Regions from separate parts of the Sus scrofa genome. Here region 1 is linked to region 2. Evidence: chromatin contacts called from public Hi-C data. All regions are on one chromosome and are shown on one strand. The core of a region is the stretch at or near the end of the contact, and the rest is flanking DNA. Distances in the headings are between cores, read along the strand shown.

The links. A called contact is a pair of places that touch in the nucleus more often than the background predicts.
Region 1: a Hi-C map of liver shows a contact between it and region 2, with 7 times the contacts expected there. The contact joins the enhancer-like site here to the promoter of NEMP1 in region 2. A contact is called at or near these places in 5 of 47 Hi-C or Micro-C datasets (heart right ventricle, liver, mesenteric adipose tissue and 2 more) and 1 of 2 datasets of contacts at active chromatin or transcription factors (alveolar macrophages).

Annotation. Positions count from the first base shown.
Region 1 is chr5:22,443,474-22,447,776 of Sscrofa11.1, forward strand. LRP1 (prolow-density lipoprotein receptor-related protein 1) reads left to right here. Exons shown (of 93, transcript XM_021091826.1): 2 at 1,235-1,357; 3 at 4,120-4,257. Among named protein-coding and RNA genes, the nearest start is that of LRP1, 10 kb to the left of the region's middle. Within about 2 kb of position 1,803, at least 16 of the 83 cell types and tissues checked have an H3K27ac peak or open chromatin away from gene starts, as enhancers often do. A contact at or near this core is called in alveolar macrophages, liver, mesenteric adipose tissue and 1 more, where this site is marked.
Region 2 is chr5:22,387,982-22,392,004 of Sscrofa11.1, forward strand. It overlaps NEMP1 (nuclear envelope integral membrane protein 1), which reads right to left and starts at 2,116. Exons shown (of 9, transcript XM_003481636.4): 1 at 1,975-2,116. The coding sequence starts at 2,101.

The DNA.
Region 1 (4,303 bases), core at 553-3,052, 55 kb after region 2:
CTGCTGGGCGACCGCACCCTCTCGGAGGCTCGGTTTCCTCATCTAGGAAATGGTGGTATTAGTAGCACCTACTTTGTCGTATTGTGGAGAGGATTAAGTGATACATGGAAAGAACTGGTTTACCACATTTCCCGGCCCACTCTGAGGTAACGAGGAGAGTTAGTGTTACCGTCATAATTCCTCCTTGGAGGATGATGTAAGAGAATAGGGTGGGAGCCAAGGGAAGTTGCTGGGGCAAAGGAAAGAGGTCCTGGATATAGGAACTTTGCCAGTCTGCTGGGCTCAACCAGCTCCTATAGGGAGTTCCCACTGTGGCAGAGAGGGTTAAGAACCAGACTAGTATCCATGAGGTTGTAGGTTCAACCCCTGGCCTCACTCAGTGGGTTAAGGATCCAGCATTGCCATGAGCTGTGGTGTAGGCCTCAGATGCAGCTCCAGTCTGATGTTGCTGTGAGTGTGGTGTCGGCCGGCAGCTGCAGCTCTGATTCAGTCCCCAGCCTGGAAACTTCCATATGCAGTGGGTGCAGCCAAAAAAAGACCCAGCTCCTATAGGTCACCCCAGCCATCCCCCTGCCTCATACCAACTCCATCATCCTGAGCAATCTTAGGTGCCTCTTCCCTCCGAGGGCATGAGCTGAAAGTCTAACCAAAGGGAGGCTGTGTCTTTATAGAGAACGGAGGTAGAGACGGGGCTCCTCTGTGGACACCACCTCCAGACCACCACTGGGCCAAGGGCACCCCAAACATCCTTGGTTGTTGGGAGTTGGAGATGATAAGTTCCAGGACCAGGAGTGTCCCAGAGATTAGAAAAGACCAGCTTTGGACTTCTAGTGGGATGGAGAGGCAGATAAAGACAAAACATGTCACAGGCCTAAACACCCCATCACTCTCAGCCAGCAAAGTGAGGGGTGCTGTTGTTTGACCAGAGTAACAGAACAGCAAGGGCTTTGACCCCGAGGATCAGGCAGGGGCACGCTGAACAAGCAGCCTTTGGGACTGAGGGGTGGGGGGGGCAGTAAAATGTGCTCTCTGCATCTGCCTCCCCCATCACAGGTACGCAGGAACGTTCCAGGAGTGACCCTCAGCCACCTGCTCCGCAGCACGTGGACTGTGGCTCAGAGTCTGAGCCAGATGGGGACTGATACTGGGGAAAGAGGAGTCCCTAGAAGGCTTTATGGCATCAAGCTGGCCTCCATCCTCCCTTCACGCCCCTGTTTTCTTCCCTTGCCTCTAGTCCCTAAGACCTGCAGCCCTAAGCAGTTTGCCTGCAGAGACCAGATCACCTGTATCTCGAAAGGCTGGCGGTGTGATGGTGAGAGGGACTGCCCGGATGGATCTGATGAGGCTCCTGAGATTTGTAAGTACCTTTTCTGGATCCCTTCTCACACCCCTGATTGACCGCTTTCCCTTTTGGCCCAGGCAGTTTGCGTTGAGGACGGCTGAGCTCCAGCCTGGGGTGGACCTTGCTCTGTGACTGTTTGTCCATGACACAGCTAAACCGTCCTCTCGCACTCTTCAAAGAGCCCGGCATGGTGCTTGGTGTGCCCAGAAATGGGCTCCCTCAGCTGCTCTACCCTCAAGTCTGCCTGAGACTGTTCTCTGGGCTGACAGCTTTGCTGGAAGGGGAGGGTCCAACCTCTCTTTCCTCTGGGCTCAGCTCGTCCCCCTTCTTCCCACCTCTGAGCCTCCTGATCCTTGATGAGGGCCCCTAGGTCTCGCTGGGTCCCCTTCCTGTCCTCAGGGTCCCAGGCCAAAGGCCACTGGTTCTTGCTCAGTCTCTGTACCAGAAGCCCCGCCCCTGCGCATCCCCCCCCAGTAAGTGGCGTAATCAGAGGCAGCTGTTTAAACTGGGAGAAAGGTCCCCACCCAGCCTTTACCCTGCCAGCAGGGGGTGGAGGACTTGCTGGCGGGATCCTCGAGTCCTGGGCAGCTGGCCGTCTCTACCTTCAGCATCTCCTTTGCTGGGCTAATCTGGGCCGGGGTCCGGGGGACCCTGCCTTCCCAAGTCTGTATCTGTTCCCTCTCTGGGTTTATTCCGTCCCAGCCCCAGCCCCACACCCTCACCCATAATTATCAGGGATAATTTTAGGGCTGGAAAGGGAGCCACCAGTTCTCTCTGCCTCACCCCCATACCCTGCCCTGGAGGTGTGGAGGCGAGGGATATTCCCTAAGTGTCTCTACGGTGGGGTTGCTCAGCCTCGAGTGTCTTCTTGTCTGATGCCATCTTTACGCCCCACATTTCTGACCCTGATGCTTTGAAGTTTTCTTGTAGCCACATTCAAAAAAGTAAATACAATCAGGTGAAAATAATTTTAACTTTATTTTACCCAATGTATGCAGAATATTATCATTCCACTGTATTATTCATATACATTATTAATGAAATTTTTTTGCATTCTTTTTTTGTGGCCATGACATTAAGTCTTCAAAAGTCAGGTGACGAAAGCCAGGCACAAAGGCCAGCTCTGGCTCTTTGCACCCATCCTTCCTTTACTTTGATGCACACTCCACCTTATACACATCCCCACGCTGTCCCCACTCATATACACTCCTGGACCCATCAATCTCACACTCAGCCACTCCGGGGCACTGACTCACTCCCCCCAGCCCTCCTGGACATACACAGACAAGGGCAGATGCTAGCACAGACACGTCCTCACAACAGCACAGAGTCAACACTCTGAAACGGGGATGCAGAAACACCACCTGCCCTTGGACCCTCACACACCAACCCGGACTCGCCCCCCAAAGGACATGGAAATGCACATACTGAGGCCAGAAGCACCAGCACACGTGGAGACTCATAGATTCACCCTCACTCCACACCGCTCCACGGTGAACACTGCCCTCCCCTGTGCACGTGGACTCCTCCCAGGCGGAGGCGGGCAGGTGCATTCACACACAGACACTCGCTCACGCCCTGTCCCGGCTTGGGAGCCAATGGGCATTGGTCTGTCTCCCAACCTACAGGTCAGCCGGCGCCCTAGCTCACCTGGCCTCCTTAGAATCCCCTGAGGAGCTCTACCCTGCCCTCCCCCTAGCCCATCCTCTTGAGCAAGAATGGAATTACCAGAGATAACACCAACAGGCCACAACCTTTGACCCTTCCCAAACCCGTCCATCAGGCAGGCGGTTCTGGGGCTGGGGGTTGAGAATAGCACATCCAATAGAAATATAATGCAAGGCATGTATACAATTTTGAAGTTTTCTTGTAGCCACATTCAAAAAAGTAAATACAATCAGGTGAAAATAATTTTAACTTTATTTTACCCAATGTATGCAAAATATTATCATTTCACTATATTATTCATATACAAGCATTAATGAAATTTTTTTGCATTCTTTTTTTGTGGCCATGGCATTAAGTCTAAAAGACAGTGTGCATTTTATGCTTAGAGTTGGAACTGGTCACACTTCAAGTGCTCCATAGCCACATACGGCTTGTGCTGCACATGGGATTGTGCAGTTCTAAAATCCTTGGTCCCCCTCTCACCCTCAGGCTCTGTGATCTGGGGAGCTTTGGGAAGGAAGGGTCCTTTGTCTCCTGAATGTAGAATGTAGAGGCGATGGGGTCCACAGCATGGAGCATTTGGGGAGTGGACCCTGCTGAAACCTCGTTCTCCCCTCCACCTGGCGGCTCCCAGGTGGCTCCTGTTGGGGATGGTATAGAAGAGCTTGATGGAGTTCCCATTGCAGTGCAGCAGAAACGAATCCGACTAGGAACCATGAGGTTGCGGGTTCGATCCCTGCCCTTGCTCAGTGGGTTAAGGATCCAGCATTGCCGTGAGATGTGGTACAGGTTGCAGACATGGCTTGGATCCTGTGTTGCTGTGGCTGTGGCATAGGCCGGCAGCTGTAGCTCTGATTCAACCCCTAGCCTGAGAACCTACATGTGCTGCAGGCGTGGCCCTAAAAAGCAAAAAAAAAAAAAAAAAAAAAAAAAAAGAAAGAAAGAAAAGCTTGAGGTGAAGCGTCTAACCAGCCCTGACGTCTCCTGAGACTAAAAAGTACAGTAGCCTGAAACCCCAGTCTCAGTTCCTCAGCACCCCCCTGCAGTGAACAGCTGGTCACATGGTCTCTGTGGCCAGTGTGGTCACCATGGCCTTCATCTGTCTGCAGGTCCACAGAGTAAGACCCAGCGGTGTCAGCCGAATGAGCACAATTGCCTGGGCACCGAGCTATGTATTCTCATGTCCCGCCTCTGCAACGGGATCCAGGACTGCGCTGATGGGTCAGATGAGGGGCCCCACTGCCGAGGTAAGGCCTTTTCTATCGCTCCTATCTCAGCCCGGACGCAGAGAGT
Region 2 (4,023 bases), core at 866-3,365:
AGCCGCCAGCAACGCGGGATCCGAGCCGAGTCTGCAACCTATACCACAGCTCACGGCAACGCCAGATCCTTAACCCACTGAGCAAGGCCAGGGATTGAACCCGAAGCCTCATGGTTCCTAGTCAGCTTCGTTAACCACTGAGCCACAACGGGAACTCCAGGGTCACAAATTTTTAACAAGATGTTTCAAGGATCTTAAACATGTTTTGATGGAGTTCCCATCGTGGCTCAGTGGTTAACGAATCCGACTAGGAACCATGAGGTTGTGGGTTCGATCCCTGGCCTTGCTCAGTGGGTTAAGGATCCGGCGTTGCCGTGAGCCATGGTGTAGGCTGCAGACACAGCTCGTTTCTCGCGTTGCTGTGGCTCTGGTGTAGGCCGGCAGCAACAGCTCTGATTCGACCCCAAGCCTGGGAACCTCCATATGCCATGGGTGCGGCCCTAAAAAGACATAATACCCAAAAAACCCAAAAAACAAAACATGTGGAAACAGACCAAAAGAAAGTGTGTTTTAATGGACTGCCTCTGAATGGAATCAACAGTGAGTGCTTTCTCTACCTCTTTATACTTAATTGTGCTTGCCATATAGTTTAAAATAAACTCCCGTTATTTTTATAATCAAATTTTTCAAAAACCTCCAGAGAAAGAACTCCCTGCCTTTTGAAGTATTCCATTTTTTTAGATACCTCTCAGTTTTGGAAAGTTCTATTCTATTACATGACTGTCTCTGCAGCTGCCACCTATATGATCTTCTAGGCCATAAAGAACATTTATCCCGAGTTTACCTTTCTCCTGTTTCTGTCCTCATTAAAGTAACTTTGAGCCTGTTAACTACTCAATGATTATGTAGGAGCATTTTGATACACATGTGTTCTTTCATCTCCGTAATACACAACTTCTAAGGACAAACATCTAGCCAGAGTTCATTCAGATCATATGCAGCCCTTCAAATGTTACTGTGGGCTCTGCCTCTGGAAAGTACCTTCCTGGATACTTTCTCCCCTCTCCCTAAAAAATACCGTTTCAGAAGGACGTTGCACCTTGGAACTAGTTATATGGATCCTGAGACAACCTTAAAGCTGCAGCTAAGGATAATCATAAGTGACAGCAAGAGATAGGCAGCAAAGGACGGGAGAGGTAAGAAGTCATGTGCATTTAGGAGATAAGATTATCCTTAACCCCATGAGTCTGAACTCCGTCCAGTGGATGTTTGGAAACCTCATTCATCTTTCTGTTGTGCATTTATGAAGGGTACAAGGGAGGTTTTACAAACACATTCTAGGTTTTCTGGATTCAAGTGGAAAAGGAAAACAATGTCATGACAGTCCAAAACCAATGATCCAGTAACGGCAACCAAGTAAATCATCTTGAGAAATGAATAAATTTCCGAATATATTAGATACTGAATAGCGTTTGTATCTTTTTTTGGTAACGGGAATTTAACAACTCCAGGTCGGTTCTATAGGGCCAGAATCTTAAGGGGCAGAAATGACAGATACTGACAGAGATCACGGCTTTTCAGGGAACTATATCTGCTCGGCTACCCCGACCTGAGTCCTGATAGCATACGCTCATGTGTTGCTCATCTGTTGAATGAATGGGATGCTGCTCCCTTTCCAGCTGCAGCTCTGCCTGCCCATTCGGTCTTCGAGTCACCTTCCTTTTAACCAAAAAAGTTAAGGAGGCCCGCACAGCGCGACGCAGCCCCAGGACCAATTCTCACTCAGTTCAGGCCTCCCGGTCTCTGCCAAAAGGCTCCAGGCTTCTCCCCACTCTAGGTAGCTCCCCCAGGCCGCCTCAGGGCCCCGGCTCCTCAGTGCCGGCGCCCATTCACCGAGGATGAAGATTTTTTTCCTCTGCACCACGTCCTTGCCCCCTCTGCAGAAAAACGGCCAGCGCCCCGCAGACACTCCCCACTTTTCTAAATATAACCCCTCGGCACCCGCCCCCTCGGCAGCTGCTGCCCGGGCGGTACCTGAGCCGCAGACCAAGCAGCCGGAAAGGACCAGGAGCAGCCACACTGCCCCACAGCCCCCGGACCGCCAACTCCAGGGCCCGGAACCAACTGCCGGCAAGACCGCCACTTTCATTCCTCCCGCCATGGTCGCCACACGCCGCCTCTTCCTCACGTGCCTCTCCCCGGCAACTAACCCGGAACAGGCAGGGCCAGCAGCCTATCCGCTACAAGACCCGCCCCCTACCAACCAATCGGATGGGCGGGGCTTCGAGCACTCCGTTGGTTACGGATCCTATAGTCCCGCCTCTCAGCAACTGACGCGAGAGGGCGGGAAGAAGCAGCTTTCAGCCTATTAGAAAACGGGTCCTCACCTTAGTAATGGCGACAGGAAGATCCCACCCCTTAACAACATGCTTCCGTCTCCAGTTTATTTACAACTAGAGTGATTGATGGTAAGCATAACCAATACGAAATTAGAATGGGCGAGGCCCTCTTTACCAAATGATAATTTCCATGGAATCTATCTCAGGTTCCTTGTTTTCATTCGTTCCCTTTTTACCATGATCTTTTTGTTGTGGGAAGCTTAAGTAAGAGGACTGTGTTCTCCAAAGTCCTAAATGATTTAAAATAGAAATGTTACGCACAAAAAATTGTTTTGACAGTTTTGTAAGGAATAAACATTAACGTTTAAAAATTCAGTCATAGGCTGGGAATCTGGGGTTGATAATGCAAACTATTGCATTTGGAGTGGATAAACAATGAGATCCTGCTGTATAGCACAGGGAACTACATCTAGTCACTTATGATGGAACATGATGGAGGAAAATATGAGAAAAAGAATGTGCATATATATATATATATATATATATATAGGTCACTTTGCTGTACGGTAGACATTGACAGAACACTGTAAACCAACTATAATGGAAAAAATAAAAATCATTAAAAAAATACAGTCATAGAGTGGTTGGTAGAGGTTTGTGTTTTTTTGTTTGGTTTGTTGGTTGGTTGTTTTGAAAGCAAAATGCATGCAAGGATTAAGAGAAATTTGTTTCTTCCTCACGACATCCTGTGAGATAAATAGCTTTATTTATTTTTTAATATCATGATTTTTATTTTTTTCTATTATAGCTGGTTTACAGTGTTCTGTCAGTTTTCTACTGTACAGCATGGTGACCCAGTTACACATACATGTACACATTCTTTTTTCTCACATTATCATGCACCATCATAAGTGACTAGACACAGTTCCCAGTGCAAATAGCTTTATTTATGAAGAAGCCAAGGCTAAGACAGGTAAAGGAACTTGCCCAAGATTTCATAGCTCATTGGGCTGGGCTGTGGTTCCTTAACCACTGAGCAAGGCCAGGGATCGAACCTGCAACCTCACGGTTCCTCATCCTATCCATTTCTGCTGCACCACAACAGGAACTCCTGCTGGAAGTCTTTCTGTGCATCAGGTGCTTCTCCTTAAATGACTTATACAGTGAGGGCCTAGCAGAGTACCTAGCACATAACAGGTGTTCAGTAAATGTTAGTCCAAAGTGAAGCATCTTATTTTTGAGAGGATCTGATAGTGGCAGGTAGGAATCCTAGAGATGATGAAGCCTAGTGGGTTGAGGGGAAATTCAGGGAAGGAGATTACTGCTAGGGAAGGTTCAAACTTTCAAAATAAGGGATTTTTAAAATGACAAGATGGGGCTGAGCCATGGACAAAAGAAGAAATTTCATCCTCAGAAAAGTCTAGGCCACCTCCACTGCAATGGTCAAACTATATGTCTCTAACATACATACACCACACACTCCCCTGGCTGACCTAGAGGGGTCAGTATCAGGGGTAATAAATCACATTGGTACAATGTATCCTTGATGTCATGTGATGAAAAGGGTATTTCTGTGGTTTTCCTCCCCCAAGCCCATAAAACAAATCTAAGCATGAGATAAACACAATTTTCAAACAGAGAGGTATCCTACAAAATATCTGACCGGTACTCCCCAGAACTATCAAGGTCATCAAAAACAAGGAAACTGAGAAACTATAACAGCCAAGAGAAGACTGGGGAGACA